Linked DNA regions of Scleropages formosus: region 2 is linked to region 1. The links are chromatin contacts, called in public Hi-C maps. All regions are on one chromosome and are shown on one strand. The core of a region is the stretch at or near the end of the contact, and the rest is flanking DNA. Distances in the headings are between cores, read along the strand shown. Region 1 holds the start of col6a3 (collagen, type VI, alpha 3). Region 2 holds the start of LOC108918920 (COP9 signalosome complex subunit 8).

Region 1 (5,634 bases), core at 1,413-3,912:
TCTTGATACAACAGTTAATGTATTTAATACTGTGGTCTCAGACAAGAATATATGTGGGGCCTTCAAACCAGTTCACAGTAATGGTAGTGGGCCTTGACCGAAATATGTTCAAACATCCGGGGGGGGTGCGGTGGCGCAGTGGGTTGGACCGCAGTCCTACTCTCCGGTGGGTCTGGGGTTTGAGTCCCGCTTGGGGTGCCTTGTGACGGACTGGCGTCCCGTCCTGGGTGCATTCCCTTCCCCCTCCGGCCTTACGCCCTGTGTTGCCGGGTAGGCTCCGGTTCCCCGTAAGGGACGAGCGGTTCTGAAAATGTGTGTGTGTGTTCAAACATCCCTGATATTAGGCATTGTTTAGGGTGATTTTTCATACTGAACTTTCTCAAAGAAAAATAATGGAATAATTAATATCATTGTCCATTGTCCAGTTTTTTTGACATTCATTGAGGAATGAATTAGGGCCAGTCAACATCTAGTTAGGGTGAATGTAATACAGATTGTTCTTATATTAGCTTAGGTTTATAAAAGTATCATCAAGCATCCCTCCTACAATTCCTCAAACTGTTTAGACTTCATGATGCTAACAGTGAAGATATGCTTTCAACAGCAGGGCCAGGACTCTTATCATGATTGCTGTGATAGTAACAGTGCCCCCTGTCGGCTGGTCATGGTACTGGGTCATGAATAGTGTCATTGAAAGGTTATGTACCGTAAATGTGAATGTGGTTCTATTGTCCACAATGGCTGTTATGTAGCAATTCCATATTAATCATGTAAAGGCAGTTAGAGGCTTTATGTTGAGATAAAATTTCAGATATTTTACTTAACTGATGGAGATCGGGGGGTGCGGTGGCGCAGTGGCGCAATGGGTTGGACTGGGTCTTGGGTGGGTTTGGGGTTCGAGTCCCACTTGGGGTGCCTTGCGACAGACTGGCGTCCTGTCCTGGGTGTGTCCCCTTCCCCTCCAGCCTTATGCCCTGAGTTGCCGGGTTAGGCTCTGGTTCCGTGCGACCCCGTATGGGACAAGCGGTTCAGAAAGTGTGTGTGTGTGTGTGTGTGTGTGTGTGATGGAGATTGATTTTTTAAAGGACATCTTCATAAATATTCACATTCATTCATTTAGCTGACACTTCCATCCAAAGCAACTTACAGTCTTAATCTACCTACAATTAATTACCCATTTGTACAGTTGGGTAAGTTTAACCAGAGCAATTCAGGGTAAGCACCTTGCTCAAGGGTACTACAGCCAGAGGTGAGATTCAAACCTGTGGGTCCAAAGGCACCATCACTAACCCCTAGGCTACCAGCTGCCCCATGTCTTTGGCTTGCAAGAACAATTATAGCACGAATTAATGTTCATCATTTTTATTCTTAAAGTACCTTTCAGTTATTTTTAGTGGCTTGTAGTATGCCATAAACTGATCACCAGGTGTTTAGATAGCCAGATTCTGAAACCAAATATGTAGCTGGGATGTTTAGCTGAGCTGTCCTCAGTGCTTTGTGTAACACCACAACTTGGCACCCCATATAATACCAATGTAAGAAAAGCTTCTGTCTTCAAAAATAAAATAATATTTTGCTATTGCACATCCTGCCCCTCTCCTGTATGGTTTTCCACAGGTTCAGGTATTCAGCCTGGCAGAGGCTGTCTTTTTACCTTATTCTATTTCAGCTGAAGTCAAGAGCTGCTGATGCTTGGAACATTCCAACCAGAATTTTCAGCACTGATACCTTTTCTCCGATGTACAGTAAAGAGTAAAAACGAGACTTTGATAGACTGGTAAGAACAGTGGTTAACTGCATGTTCGTTGCTTACCCTGCATGCATTTTGTTTATCTTGCAAAGAAGCAGAAGAGGGCTACTGCGAAAGAAATGAAGATGACTGCTACTGCTTTATGCACCAAGACAAAACGTGAGAAGTGTTAGAAGTTTTTATGTAGCTTTTATTTAACTATACAAACATTTGTTTCTTGTACAATGATTTGATTTGCTTACAGTTCACATTTATAATCCCGTGTCTCCTTATGGTTGTAACCGGGGCAGCTAGTTGCATAGTAGTTGGAGCTGCTTCCTTTAAACCCAAAGGTTGAATGTTTGAGTCTTACCTCCAGCTGTAATATCTTTGAGCAAGGTACTTACCCTAAAAAATTGCTCCAGTTAAGAAAAAAAAATCCAGCTGTATAAATGGATAGATAATTGAAAATAGCTTTACACTTTAAGTTTCTTTAGAGAAAAGCATAAGTTAAAAAAGTAATGAAATTTAAACAAACTTTATTGATAAGGGGTAGATAATCAGCTGGCTCCACTGGTTTCAGTGGTGTCTCTCCATATGCAGTGCTCCTGCTGCATGACCTGCCATGGCTGCAACTCTTTAGAACAGTGAACAAAGAAAGTTCTGGGCTTTACCATGTGGTAAAAATTGCAGAAATGCGTCCTCTTGGACCCTGCTGCTCTGTAGGTCCAATAAAATGCACACAAAAAGCAGGAAGCATGTTGGGGAGGGTAATGTTGGAGAGAAGGAGGAAGGTGCCTCTCCAGTTCGTGACATCATCCTTTGCTTGGTCCAGACCAAACACGACTGGTTTCCATTTCGGCTCCTTCCTTTTTTTTCTTCTTTCAGCAGGATCAAGAGTGGGAGGAGAGAGAGGGAGGAGATTGTTGGAAGACCAAGAGTTTGTCCTGCGCCTACCCTGGTCTTGCACCAGTTCTGGAGAGACACAGGAGGGTCTCTTGTCCCTTTCCACTGTCTCATCCTTTCTGCCACATCTACTGCCTGGCTACACAACTATCCCCAAGAGGGTTGCCCTACTGAAGACGGAACGACCAGCAGGACAATGATCACAGAGCAACAACGCTGTTAGATTGCAGTTTTAAATTGCGGACTACAGCAGTGTAGCTCAGGGTAAGTGATCTTGTTCTTTTCCTCTGAGGTCTAAATGGAGTTCTCACTTTAGAGGGTTAAAGAAACTCATATTGTAAAAAAAACTGACAAAATATGTCTGAAAATTTACGTTTCTTAAATTTGCATTATTATCCGTCTTAATCTCGTTTTTCATGTTGATTTGAGTCGATTTGGAGAGAAGGAGGAAGGTGCCTTTATCTTTTCAGCAATTAATTCCATCAGCATTTTTATCCTCATGGTACTCCTGTTTGCGTGTATAAAGTGTAACAAGTCCAAAAAAGTTGTATAGTACAAATGTTCAGAAAGTTTTTCTTCGACAAGGTTAACACGTCAGGATAATTTAATGTATTTGCTTATACATTTTCCTTTGTTGTAGACACTATTCCCAGAAAATGTTGACATTTTGCAGTTGTTTTCATTGCTGTGTAATGCAGTTTACATTTAAAATGACATTTCAGGAGAATAACCTTGATTAAGCATACAAGAGCAGTGCCCCACCCAGAATTATAACCTGCACATGAAGTCTAGATTGACTATGCGCAGGAGTACGCTGGAGAATCAGAGAAACGTGATACTCCTCGTACTGTACCCCAATGCCAAGTGAAGGTAGTATAGTAATGGTGAAGGAATTATATCTGCAACCAAAAGTGTGAAGGTAGAGGTCCCAGGAAGGGAGTTTCCAGTCTCTGTCTCAAACAAGTTCATGCAGATTAAATTGCACAATCCAAAGGTGACCCATTAAAAATTTTCTATGCTGAATACCACTGTGAATTGTATCTGTCAAACTGTAGAAATCACAGATTATATTATATGTAGCTGTGCTCTTCTTACCACTGGTTCCATGCAGTGAATGGATATATGAAGTAAGCATCTGGTGTTAAAATTCCAGCTACATATTATTTCACATGAGGGCAGCATTGAGCACTCTGGCTGTTGGTGCTAAGACCTCCATATATAGACATGCAACTGGAGCAAAAGTTAAATGATGATGCAGTATAATCAAAATGTCCATCAGAGATAACAATCAAAAAAAAAAAAACTAAGTAATGTGGGTAACCAAGTACAGTGGTTTCTTTTTGCAGCATATTGTCTTGATGCTGGTATTTTCCCTTCAGAGTAGCTTGCTTTTGCAGTTCAAGTTAATTTTTGTGAGAGAGAAAAATGGCACTATGCTTGACTGATCTAAACTCCGCTGGAGCGGAAAATATACTTGCATGATATAGAAGCTGCATATTATTACATTTACTGAAAGTGCAGAAATATGTAAAGAGCAGGGTTGTGAGTACAATAGAATATGAAAACTCATATTGATTTCTTTATTTTTGTCCTCTCAACATTTGTTCAGTTATTATGGATGTGACTCTGAATAGCATGTTTCAAATATGTTACCTCTGCATGCAGAAGAATCTCATGTTGCAGAAACTGGGAGAGGGCCAAAGGAGGGGAAAAACGACTTTTGTCCGATCCCAGTACTGCCCCTGTTGGAGAGTTTAAGCAGTATTCTTTCAATACACTGCTTCTTGTTACAATCATTTATACTACATTCATTCATTTAGCTGACACTTTTCTCTAAAGCAACTCACAACTAAATATCAATTCATACAGTTGGGTAACTTTGCAAGAACAACTTAAGGTAAGTACGTTGCTTAAGTGACTTACAGCTAGAGGTGGGATTAAAACCTGGGTTCTTCAGGTCTAAAGGCAGCAGCTCTAACCTCTACACTATAAGCTCTCTTTGCCCTGCTATACTGAGTTTATCAAATACTATATCTAGAAATGTTACAACATATCCAGAAATCTGCTTTATCATTTGTTTTCATTGTTAAAAACTAGATCACATGTTTGTTTTGAAATTAATCCGACGGACTTTTCAAAGGGAGCCTGTGCCCTAAAACATTTCCCTGTGTGCTTTGCAAAATGATTCCTCACATGAAATAGAACTGCACTGACCATCACAGAACACTGATAATAAAAGAAAACATAATTTGTTCCTATAGATTTCAGAAACATGATGTGGTCCTCATAACTTACAGAAGTGCTCTGCTTGCTACTGCTACAGGAATAATTAATTGGCTTATTTTATGGATCAGACAGCATTTTTTATAGAATTTTTAGCTTAATGTACGCATTTTAACCGAATGACTTATGTCAGAAATTGTACTTAAAGTAATGGGAGAAATGGATACTTGAGAGATATAAACTTTCTGCCATGCAATTAGAGGTTACATTACACTAGATACAAAGGCCAAATACAACAAAAATCAATTCTGAAAAACATTTACGGCTATTCATTTAGTCAAACGTTTTTCTCTAAAGCAACGTACAACTCAAAGAAAACAAAAGTGCATTTCACAAACAGATGGAGTGTTACAGATGCAAACAGCCAATGCAACCTTGAAGTACCGTCAGCAAGTCCAAATACCACAGTTTTTCCCAAGACCCATTACTTGAGTACCAGAATGTAGAACTGACAGGGAGTAATTTTGTGTTTTAAAGAGAAAATACGGTCTAAACTTACTGTGCAGACAGAAAATCAAGAGAAATATGAGTCTGAAAGAGATGTGTTTTACAAGCAGTCAGAGCAGGGGGAGTGTAGCATTTTGGCTAGAGTGTTGTGAGAGATGAAATCTGGACATTCTTTACATGCTGGACAACTTCAGTGACCTTATTATTATTATTATTATTATTATTATTATTATTATTATTATTGTTTTTGTTGCTGGTGTTGTTGTCTT
Region 2 (5,462 bases), core at 2,481-4,980, 150 kb after region 1:
TGGCAATTGTTATAATAGTAAAAGATGCACTCTTAAAGTTTGACGGAAGTGGAGATTTAATGTATAAAAAAGTTAAATTGTCACAAACCTTGCAAAGGTTTTGGGATGGACTGATCAAGAATTAAAATTGTAGTTTGTGGAGACAATATTTCAAAGTAATTTTAAATTAGTTTTAATTTTAATGTAACAAAAAAATACATCAAGAAAATGTATAAGAAAGTGCTCTGGCCCTAGTGCTTTTAAACTGACGAGTCAGTATACTTACACTCTTTATTGCCTGTGGAATCCTTTTCCATAAGTATCGGGCATTATTCCTGTAAAGAATAAGACCAGTTTTTTTATATTTTTAAAAAAAAAAAAAAAAAAAAAAAACTGAACATCCCCAACAACACCCTTAGTATACAATATTAAATTTAAATAAGGATCCTGGTCAAAAATTTGAATACAGCTTTTATAGGATGAACTACTCAGAAAAGTTTACTCAAGGCAACCAATCAGTGCCCTAAATTTGAGGAAATAGCTGCAGAAGATCTGGGAATACCTCAGCCAAATTCCTCCTCAAAATAAAAGACTACCTAGCAGTAAAAGCTAGTTCCTGAAAAGTATACTCAAGACTTCTGACAAGTACCATATATTACAGATAAATTTTCTGAACCCTCCAGGAAGTAAGCTTCTATTTAAAATAAAGTTTAAAAACTTGTATTACGTTTTGGCTGGAGTTTACCCAAAGGAATGTGAGAGACTTGTGGCTGGGAGAGAAAACTATTTTCGGGCCTAGAGCTATGTCTGGTGCAAACCTAACACAACACATCAAACTGAAAGCACCATTCCCACAGCGAAGCATAGTGGTGGTAGCATCGTGCTGTGGGGATACTTCTCTGTGGCAGGGACTAAAAAAAAAAAAAAGTCAAAAGATAGCAGGAAAAACTGATGGAGCTAAGTACAGAAAAATACCGGAGGGAAACATGCTGCAATCCACAAGAGCACTGGTATTTGTGACATGAGTTGTCTTTCTATAGGATGATGATCCAAAACATGCAGCAAAAGCCACACTGGAATAGCAAAAAAAAAAACAAAATAATGGTCCAATCCTGAACTGGTCCACTGATCCAGTCAAAGTCCAGACCTCAATCCAACTGAACATCAGTGGAACAAATTAAAAATAGTTGTTCACAGATGTCCCCATAGAACTTGATGGAACTGAAACAATGTTGCCAATAAGATTAGGCAAAAATTCCAGTGTCAAGACATGCAACGCTGATAAAACTTACTCAGAGAGACTCTCAGCTGTAACTGCTGTCAAAGGCAGTCCTATCGAGTATGAGGGGGACTAGCTATGAACACAGAATTTACTATACCTAGATTCTTGTTGAATATTTTGCCTCCTTGTGTTACAACCATTTGAGTCATGCATTTTTTAATACAAATATTCTGGAAAAATTGTTCCAGTTGCATTGTCTTCACTGATCTATTCTCTGAAATTGTCTATTACTCAGCAAAGTCTACATTTCCTCCTCCAGCCATTAGCTGGCACTAAAAAAAAAAAGCATTGAACAGGAGTATGGGAGTGCCTTAGTTCAAGTCGCTTTCTCAGTTATCATCTGTATCTGATGCTTGCGAGGGTTCCAGAGCCAATCCTGAAAGCACTGGGTGCAAGTCTGAAGGGGAGATACACCCTGCAGTCCATTGCAGAATAGCCACACACACAATTACTCACCCACTCACAGATTTGGGGGAATTTAGAGACACCAGTTCACCTTAACTGCATGGCTTTGCACTGTGGGAGGAAACCAGAGCACCCAGAGAAAACCCACACATTGCTTTTCTATGAGATGTGCGTCGCTTTGGAGAAAAGTGTTTGATAAATGAGTAAATGGAGAAAAAGGCCGCACATTCAACTTTTGGGATTCTGATCTTTCTGATTTAGCTGTAAAAGGGACTTTACATTTATGAAAAAGTTGTGTTACAAACACCAGTCCTAATCGTGAATTGAAGAGCAACTTTATTCTTTTCAGTTTTCTCTTAGTTTCACACATTCCTGTTCATGAAGTGGAGAAACAAAACCAAGTGTCCAACATTTTAATGTGCCAACAGCTTTCATGGTACATACAAGGACAATAGCACAACAAGGACACAGCAGACAGCATTGTGCTTAGTGTCACGTTGCGTGCTGAATTTCTTGGGTTCGAACTCCCGCTTCTACTGCTGTACCCTTTATCAAGGTACTTAGCCTGAACTGTTCCAGTAAAAGCACTCTTGGTACATAAGTGAGTAGCTTCATTTTTTCCCCTTGGCAATGACTTCGTACATTTAGATTATTATTACCACCACCATTCATTAACCTCTACTTAACTGATACATTAGTCCAAGGTGACATAGTACCATACTGAAGAAATTCACACTGATGCATCCATTTTTCAGCTAAACACTACACCAACAACTGCTGGACCAATCAAGTGTGACACACAGAAAGGGGATGTGGGAACTTACATGTCATTGTGCAGGAGGTAGAGGGCCAACAACTGGCCATAAACCTGGGGGGTTGCAACTCCTCCTGGAGCCTGGTGGTGCAGAGGAAACCACATCAGACTGTGCATGCTCCCTAGCTAAAGCCTTACTAAACTAGGCACCACTCTGCATTTCTTTGCACTAAAAATTAGCCATTTGGAGCTCATTTATTTACATTTATTCATTTAGCTGACACTTTTATCCAAGCAAAGCCAAAGCAAAGTTACAATTATTTATCCATTTTATATACAGCTGCAGGGTAATTTCTACTGGAGCAATTCTGAATTCAGGGTAAGTACCTTGCTCAAGGGTACTACAGCTGGAGGTGAAGCTCGAACCTGTGCGGGGGTCAAACTAGGCAGTCGGTCTAACTACCAGCTGCTCAATATGAAAAACACAATGATCATAATATGTCACCGAGCTGAGGAGCTTAGCAGTCAGGTTACGACTTCAGACTGAGAGTGACAGACCAACTAACTTAGGACATGTGTGAGAAAATGAATCTAGAAGAATGTTCGCGATCATGTTGTTTGCACACAGTGACTGACTCGTGAGTGCGAGCTGGAAGCCTGTCACCGGCTCACATGCAACTCGACTGAGCTGTAACTCTCGACGAAGACGTGCGACATGGAAAGTCCTGTTTCTCAGCTGAAAGCATTAAACTCATGATAATAATGACTAGCTAATACACGCGCGAACAGCGAGTCATGCTCCTCATGACATGATGATCACGGAGCCGACGGAACTTGCGGGCTCCGACGGACCGGTCCCTGCGGCCACTAAAATATATGCTGGTCCACGGAACCCAGAAGCCTCCAGCCGGTTTACCTCCAGCTCCTGTGTCTCGCACTGTTCCAGCAGTTTGTTGTAGTTTTCACTCGTCATCACTGCCGCTGGCATCTTGAGTAGCTCATTCGAAAAAAGAACGTCATCAGACGACGCAACTTCCTCTTCCGGAACTGACCAGACAGGTTCCGGCCAATAGGTGGTAATTAATGCAGTTTAGAAGCGGAGAGCGAGGCGCCTAGCAGGGGGCGCTGTGCGATGAGCTCAGGCGGAAAATACCGCAGAAGGTGACGCATGCGCACTGGGAGAGTTGCGCACAGAGCCGTATCGTTCCGATGGAACTAGTTTGCGGTCTTTAAAACCACACATCTTCAGCACGGAACGACTTTGTTCTTCCTGTATTAATGTTATTCTACATGCCTTCAGGAGAGCCTTTATAAGTGAAATTAAAAATACAAAAGAAATAAATACAGATTTTTCTTTTCAGACAAAGCACGCGAATTCGGCTTGATGTGTACAAAACCGACCATTACTAATTAATTCAGGAAATTAATTACACATTTTACCAAAATGATAGGTGTGTCCCTTTCCTTTCGGCCTTGCACCTGTGTTGCCGGTCGGCTCCTGCTCGCCGCGACCCGCCTCGGGATAAACGGTTATTACTGACAATGCCAACGGTCCGGATATGTTAAAATTCTTGTCAGGTACATATTACGTGCTGTATTAATCATTCAAAATAAAGAATGACAATGACATGCCTCTGTGACAGAGTCTGTCAATAGCTGACACACTGGGCTATTTTAGGCTGTGTAGGTCAATTAAACCTACGTTCCGAGCAGAAATTTCTAAGAATTTACTACGCATTGGCGAATACTGTAGAAAATAATTCTGTTTTAGAATCTTAACATAGAAATCTAAACGCAATTATTACCAACATAATACATGTATAAGAGACACTTGAAGGGATGTTTTTAACCGGATGTTTACTACGGTCTCGCGCTTTCCGACGTCGTGGAAAAGTCACTTCATCGTGCTCTCCAGTAGAGGGCGCATGGTACTTGTGTAATATTTTTAAACCAACATGAAAGTCACCTTTTGTAGTTCCATCAATTTGTGTCCTTCTATGTGTCATTAATAATGCCACAATTCAGAAGTCATCCTCGTATGATATGATGCAACAGAGGTGTTGTAGTAGTTAGAGCTGATTTGCATTTTAAAGGTTCCTGAATCCTGGTCCTGTTGTACTGCCCCTGAGTAACATACATACAAAGATAAATTATGAGAATGCCCTGCCGGATAAATACGTAAATCATTTAAATCCCATTTGCTATGGTTGTAAGTCAGATTGCATGAACGCATTGGGTAACGTTACAGTAAAAAAATAAGGTCATAATTAATTGAATAGTAAGAAGAGAGTGTTTAGGCCAGGAATTAGTCCAGGGTTGCATGCCATGATACCAGGTCCTTCTTGTCCTTGTTGTTCCTCATGAACAATTCAATTTGGATAAAAAAAAATACCAAGCTGTATAAAATGGGTAAACAATTATAAGTGTCTTAACATTGTAAGTCACTTTAGAGAAAAACATCAGCTACATAAATAAATGTAAAATATGTTTAGAAACTGGTGTGTCTATGAAGAGAGATAAGGGGGCATGGGGCACATGCTGGTGGTAATACTGTTAAAATTATCCTGACGTTACACCTCAAACTGATCACCGGTGATTCCCGGGGTCGTATATGTAAATAAATCTTCTCTTTTGTCATATTTGAAGTGTTATAGCATACATCACACATCATCTGAAACCGCTTGTCCCATGCAGGGTCATGAGGAGCCAGAGCCTATCCTGGCAGCACAGGGCATGAGGCTGGGAGGGGACACACCCAGGCTGGGACGCCAGTCCATCGCAAGGCACCCCAAGTGGGACTTGAACCCCAGACCCACCAGTGAGCAGGACCCGGTTGAACCCACTGTGCCATTACACCCCAAGTGTTATAGTATATCACTCCCTTTATGCTCCAGGCACAGTTGGCTGCACAAATTCAAATCACCCCAATAGCTCTATGAATGCAGTCTGACAATGGCATATATCCAGGTGCAGCAGTGACCAAGCACACTTATCCTTCACACAGTGGGGTCCTACCCAACAAAAGTCCACAACACCCCCTTC

What was found. Hi-C and Micro-C count contacts between places; a contact is called where the count stands out from the background.
Region 2: a contact with region 1 is called in a Hi-C map of muscle, with 2.5 times the contacts expected there. The contact joins the promoter of LOC108918920 here to the promoter of col6a3 in region 1. A contact is called at or near these places in 2 of 2 Hi-C or Micro-C datasets (both in muscle).

The regions. Positions count from the first base shown.
Region 1 is chr24:11,407,708-11,413,341 of fSclFor1.1, forward strand. col6a3 (collagen, type VI, alpha 3) reads left to right here and starts at 2,663. Exons shown (of 44, transcript XM_029248605.1): 1 at 2,663-2,899.
Region 2 is chr24:11,560,633-11,566,094 of fSclFor1.1, forward strand. It overlaps LOC108918920 (COP9 signalosome complex subunit 8), which reads right to left and starts at 3,731. Exons shown (of 7, transcript XM_018726558.2): 1 at 3,337-3,731; 2 at 2,491-2,561; 3 at 266-314. The coding sequence starts at 3,408.